2 separate regions of the Ovis aries genome follow, and region 1 is linked to region 2. A link is a contact called in public Hi-C data. All regions are on one chromosome and are shown on one strand. The core of a region is the stretch at or near the end of the contact, and the rest is flanking DNA. Distances in the headings are between cores, read along the strand shown. Region 1 holds the start of STK10 (serine/threonine kinase 10). Region 2 overlaps STK10 (serine/threonine kinase 10).

Evidence for each region. Hi-C and Micro-C count contacts between places; a contact is called where the count stands out from the background.
Region 1: a Hi-C map of liver shows a contact between it and region 2, with 4 times the contacts expected there. The contact joins the promoter of STK10 here to the enhancer-like site in region 2. A contact is called at or near these places in 5 of 16 Hi-C or Micro-C datasets (hypothalamus, liver, muscle and 1 more).

The regions. Positions count from the first base shown.
Region 1 is chr16:4,141,183-4,144,140 of ARS-UI_Ramb_v3.0, reverse strand. It overlaps STK10 (serine/threonine kinase 10), which reads left to right and starts at 1,394. Exons shown (of 19, transcript XM_015101234.3): 1 at 1,394-1,826. The coding sequence starts at 1,671.
Region 2 is chr16:4,020,545-4,023,538 of ARS-UI_Ramb_v3.0, reverse strand. It overlaps STK10 (serine/threonine kinase 10), which reads left to right. Exons shown (of 19, transcript XM_015101234.3): 16 at 24-212; 17 at 706-831. LOC105602450 (a long non-coding RNA gene) reads right to left here. Exons shown (of 3, transcript XR_009596741.1): 3 at 2,465-2,994. Among named protein-coding and RNA genes, the nearest start is that of FBXW11, 45 kb to the right of the region's middle. Within about 2 kb of position 1,733, at least 11 of the 54 cell types and tissues checked have an H3K27ac peak or open chromatin away from gene starts, as enhancers often do. A contact at or near this core is called in liver, where this site is marked.

The sequences.
Region 1 (2,958 bases), core at 145-2,644, 120 kb before region 2:
GCATCGATTCTTCAGCGCTCAGCCTTCTTCACAGTCCCCTAGGCTGACCTAAGTCAGAGCCCCTTCCTCCCAATGGGAGAGCCTCCCCACTGTCCTCCCAGCTGCTTCACAGAGTTGGTCAGGTGGACTGGAACAGGGAAAGACCGGCCTTCCAGCTTGCTCTGGGAGGCTTATTTGCGGGTGAGAGCCCAGTCTTGTGCTGTGTTTGCTTCTTCTGGTGATTAAGACTTTCTACAGTTGCAACCACTCACTAAGTGGTGGAGACGTTTCAGTCTTTACTCAGGGCACCCTTTATGCAGACCCCTACCAGCAACCGTAGGCTTCTGCAGCTGTCTTTCCAAATTGGTGTTTGCCTGCAGTTCCGGAGTGGTAAAAACACCTCAACATGAATTTTCTCCATAGGGACCGGAACTATTGGATGTGACATTCACTGAGGCTCTATTTACGAGGGAGAGTTACCGTAAGAAGCTTTACACGCTGCCCACCGTTTGGAACCCACTTAGATTTATATATAAGTGTAACTGCCCTAGAGACAGTTAACAGCGGCAAGTAAAAAATGGCCAGAATCGAGAATGATGGTCTTAAGTCAGAAGACTTAATTCTATGTATGTTGTTTAGTCTCCCGGTCGTGTCCAACTCTTTGCAACCCCAAAGACAGCAGCACACCAGGCCTCCCTGTGTAAGGATCTTATTTTTTTTAATTGGGAAATTAAGAATAAGAAAGCTTTTACTTAATATTCAAATATACCTGAAGACCCATCCTGATGCATGTGATGCGTAGGTAGGCAAGGAGCTCTTTCTCCTAGCCCTGTAATCCTGGCCGGTGGGTGGATCTCGGTGGGCAGAGCCCCTGCGAGGCGGGAAGCGAGACGGGGAGCCTGGGTCTCCAGGACTGACCACTGCCGCCAGGACCCGGCATCTCCCGCGCTAGGAGGCAGCACCGCGCCGAGGAAACCGCACCGGCTCAGCCTACAGGATGTGTAGCGGGGGGCTGGTGCCTAGCCCTCCCGGCGCCCCCACCTGAAAAGTGGGCGGGGGCAGAGCAGCTTTGCCGGGAAGTTACAGGGCGGATTCAGCGATTAATGTCGGTTCGCCCTCTTGGTCTTTGGACAACAATCAGTGGGCGCTCGCGAAGAGCCAGTTTGGTTCCCCTTTCGCTCCGGCAGAAATATCGGGAGCCACGTGACTCTGGGGGCCTCCCAGCCCCGGGACGCTCTCGCCGAGGCGTCCCCTAAACTATCCAAAGCCTAGCCGGTTGCTCGCGGGCGCGCGGCGCGCGGGGGACTACAGTTTCCAGAGTGCCCTGCGGCGACGGGCGGAGCCGGGGAGCGCCCGTAGCCAATTAGGGGGTCTCCGGGTGCTGCCGGGGAGCGGCAGGTGGAGCCGGGTCCGCGGAACGCCTCCCGAGGCTGGGCGAGGGGCGCGGCGCGAGCGGGGCCGGCACCGGGAGGCGGCCCCGGGACGGGACCGAGCGGGGGCGGGGACCGCGGCTGCCTGCGCGGTTCCGGGTGCTCCGGCCGCGAGCTGCCCCCGGCGCACTTGACCCGGCTCGGGCTGCGGGGCAGGGCCGGGCTGCGGAGAGCCCCCGAGCGCCGCGGCGCCCTCCAGCCCCTCCGCCTCGCGGCCGCGGCAGCCGCGCCACCTCGCTCCCCGGCTCGCGCGCCCCAGCCATGGCTTTCGCCAATTTCCGCCGCATCCTGCGCCTGTCTACCTTCGAGAAGAGAAAGTCCCGCGAATACGAGCATGTCCGCCGGGACCTGGATCCCAACGAGGTGTGGGAGATCGTGGGCGAGCTGGGCGACGGTGCCTTCGGCAAGGTTTACAAGGTGAGGGCGCCGAGAGTGGGGGACTCGGGGCGCGTGGGGCCGCTCCGGAAGGGAGGGGCGCTGGCCTCGGTCAGTCTCGGCCGCGGCTCGGGAGAGCGCGGAGGAGCTGCCCGGTCCTGACCGCGGAGTCCCGGGCTCCGGTCCCGGTGACCCTTCTCCTTTGCCGGGGGCGGGGGGTCCCCTCACTCAGCCCGGCTCAGCCCCTGCGCCCCTGACGGCGCGGCGGCTGCCCCCAAGCTTTTTCCGAGCGCTTCCTGTGCGCCCCGCACGGCTCTCGGCGCCGCAGGGGGAGACAAAGGGGCGCTTATAGAACTTTAGCGTCCGAGACTAGGCGTACTTTTTAGGGGAGTCCACCCAGATGCTGTGAGGGTGCCGAGGCGATGGGCACAGAGCAACTGGGCTGCGTCTGGAAGGGCTGGGTCCGATGAAATTAGGGACACACCTGAAGATGAGCCAGAGACGGAGAGACCGGGGGTGGGGTAGGGGGGTTCGGAGTGAGAGGTTAGGCTTGGAAATGGCTGGGGCCGGCAGAGCGGGAGGTTAGGGCCTCTGGAATCCTGCGCTTCGGGTGTCAGATTTGAGTATGTGGATGAGTCACTGCTGGGGAGTCTCCCAGCCTGTAGTCACCTTTCCCCTAGAGGAATAGGAGGCCAGAGAGCTTTTGTGGAGGGGTGGGTGGGGCATAGCTGATTAATTCTAGACACGTTTGCTGTAGGCATTGTGTGGGTCCTGAGAAGAAGTTCTGTGTTTCTGAGTCGTACTGGGGACCCCAAAAAACACTCAGGGCTTGACGGCACCCTTCCCCTATCTCCTTCCTCCTAGGAAACCCTTTACTCAGAGAAACCCACGTGTTCTCCAGGAGGACACCCCCGTCCTGAGCCACCGTCACCTTCCATGGGATTCCTTGAGCTTGTGGACCACTCTGACCGCAGGACTCCCCTTTTAGGAGCTTGAACCCCAGATAGGGCTTCTCTCAGTCCTCCTGGTCAAGACTTGCTCTTTTCGACCTGAAAGTGGTGGTGAGCTGAGTTACCAGATTGTAGTCCCTGAAGGAGTGACATTAGTATCCCCTGGGAGCTTATTAGAAATGCAGGATCTGAGGCCCCACTCTCGACCTGATCAAGTAGGGTCT
Region 2 (2,994 bases), core at 484-2,983:
TCCCCTCTGGGTGTCCCTCTCAGGAGCGCGAGCAGATGCAGCGCTACAACCAGCGCATGATTGAGCAGCTGAAGGTGCGGCAGCAGCAGGAGAAGGCGCGGCTGCCCAAGATTCAGAGAAGTGAGGGCAAGACGCGCATGGCCATGTACAAGAAGAGCCTCCACATCAACGGAGGGGGCAGCGCCGCTGAGCAGCGCGAGAAGATCAAGCAGGTCGGGGGCCTGGGGTGTCATGGAGTGGGGCCCGACCCAGGTGTGGTGGGGCCTGAATCTTACACATTCAGGGGAGTGTGAGATGGAGCAGAGTCTTGGAAAGAGGAGTGGAATGGAAGCCTCACGCTGACGCCCTCTGGTGGACAGGAAGGAGGCTTGGCGCTGCTTTCTGATGCACGCTCCCTGCCACACTCCTGGGCTTCCGTCCTGCAGCTGCTTCCACCTTTTCATCTACTGAGACCCCCACTCACAAGTCACCCAGGGGGCTCGGGCACATGGAGTCGGTGACCCTGGACTCCTGTGATTCCTGCCTCCTCCACACACTGTCCTAGCGCGTCTCAGTGTCCCCGCCAGTCTGTGGGCTCCTTGAAGGCGGGGCTGGGAGGACTTTGCACAGGGACCCTGCCTGAGTGGCGCAGGACACTGCCTGTGTACACTCTGGCCCCTTGGGGCGTCTCCCTGAGGGAGGGACCTCGCTTGTTCTCGGTTGCAGTTCTCCCAGCAGGAAGAGAAGAGGCAGAAGGCAGAGCGGCTGCAGCAGCAGCAGAAACATGAGAACCAGATGCGGGACATGCTGGCCCAGTGTGAGAGCAACATGAGTGAGCTGCAGCAGCTGCAGGTACCGCCCCCTGCCCCGCCGTGCTCGCCCCCATCTCCCCGGGGGCACGCAGTTCTCTGGGGGTCTTGGGACCCGACAGACAGGGGAGCTCCAGGTGGAGCTGTCTCCATCCTGCTGTTCTCTGTGATGTCGGTCACATCATGTCCCCCTCCCGTGCCATAGTTTCCACATCTCTAAAATAGGTGTGGGGCAAGGGTGATGACTCCTATTTGTAGAACTGGAGTGAGGCTTTGTGAATGAGATGGCAGAGCTGAGCCAAGAGCGCTATGCCCAGGGCCTGGCAGTGGGCATGATGCTGGCCTGCTTGGTCATCCCTGTGTCTTTGGAAAAGGTGTTCCAATAACCCTAATACCAAAACCAGACATTACAAGGAGGAAAACTACAGATCAGTATCTCTCATGAGCACAGATGCACAAATCCCCGATGAAATGTTAGCAAACAGAATTTAAAAATACATAAAATGAAGTATATACCATGACCAGGTGGGATTTACCCCCCAGGGTTGGTGCAGTATACAAAAATGAGTTAATGTAATCCATGACATCAGCAGGCTAAAGAAGAAAAATCACATGTTCATATCATCAGTAGATACAGAAAACGCATTTGACAGAGGCTGACACCTGCTTATGTTAATTAGCAGAAGGGAACTTCCTTAACTTGATAAAGAGTATCTACAGAAACCTACAGCTACCATTATTCTTGATGGTAAGAAGCTCAAAATTTTCCCATAAAGTCAGGAAAAGGAATCCCGATATTGCCAAGCTGGTGTGACCCCCTTCCCTGGGGAGATCCTTGACCTCTTTAAGTTTCTCAAATCCCAATCGAGTTTGCCTCACCCTAAGGGCCCTTGCCGAGGAGTTGGTAGTTGGAGCCCCCTTGTGGTGGAGCGAAGCATTGCTCTACCTGACATGCACTGACGCTCGCGTCTGTGACCTCAGGAAACTCTCGAGGCTGTGAGATCCACCCGGCAATTTCTCGAAGGGCAGAGGGCTGTGGAGGAAACACCGCAGGTGTTGAAGCCTGGCAGGCAGGGGCTCTGCTGCTTGTTGCTGTGTGAGCTTTAGCCAGCCCACTCACCTTCTGTATTTATGTTCCCACCCCTGCCTCATGGGGTTACTGTGAGGACCAACTGAGAGAAGCTGTAGAGAGCTCGCAGCCAGCTCTGGGCAGGCCGGAAGTTCTCAAGGCGGCCATGAGTATTGTTCCCAACCAAGGCGGTTTCTAAATTCCTAGAACCCTTGAGCTTGAAACCCCAGGTAAAAGTCCCCCAAGCAGTTCTACTCCCCCAGTCCAGGACGGTGGAGGTGTCTGGATAAAGGCGCTTTCCCCCTGCTTTATAAACGCACGATAAGCTGCAGGAGTGATTCTCTGTGAGGAACCAACAGGGAACTGTCCCTGCTGTCCCTGCGGGAGGCTCCAGGTTCAGTTTTGTGAGGCAGATAACTTGCCTCATAGAGAGAGCAGTGATGTTGGCAAGCCTCAGGCAGGTCCACGGCCCTTATCCCTTGTCACAGATCTCTCCTGGAGGGATGGTATGTGACACAGAAAATTATATAACTTACATAGATACAAAATGTTTATACATACAGATTATCTCATCTCACGCTGCCATAACAAAACACCAGAGACCGGCTGGCTTAAACAACAGGAGTTTATTTTCTGACAGTTTTGGAGCCTGGGAACCAGAGATCAGCCTTGCCAGCATGGTTGGGTTCCAGGGGAGTGGATGCCTTCTTGCTGTGTCCTCACGTGGCAGAGAGACAGGAGAGAGAAGGGGGGAGAGAGGAGAGGGGAACGGAGGGATGGAGACAGGGACGGAGCACTCTAGCATGTGAGCTCCCTGGTTTCTTCCTGACTCACCCCGGCGTGAGGGCCCAATCCTCCTGGTCTCACTAAACTCCTTCTCTCCCAAAGGCCCCATATCTCCAAATACCATCACACTGGACATTACAGATTCAACATAATGAATTTTAGGGAGAAACAATTCAGTATACAGCACAGATGTTTAAGAAAATGCTATTTGTAACAGTGAAGATTAAGAGCAACCCAAGCTGGCCAAAAATACGGAAATGTTTAAATTAGATAAAGCCATACCGTAAGATACTCCGTAGGAATTAAACATCATGATTATAAAAAATGTTAATTCTTTGTAGAACTGTTTAC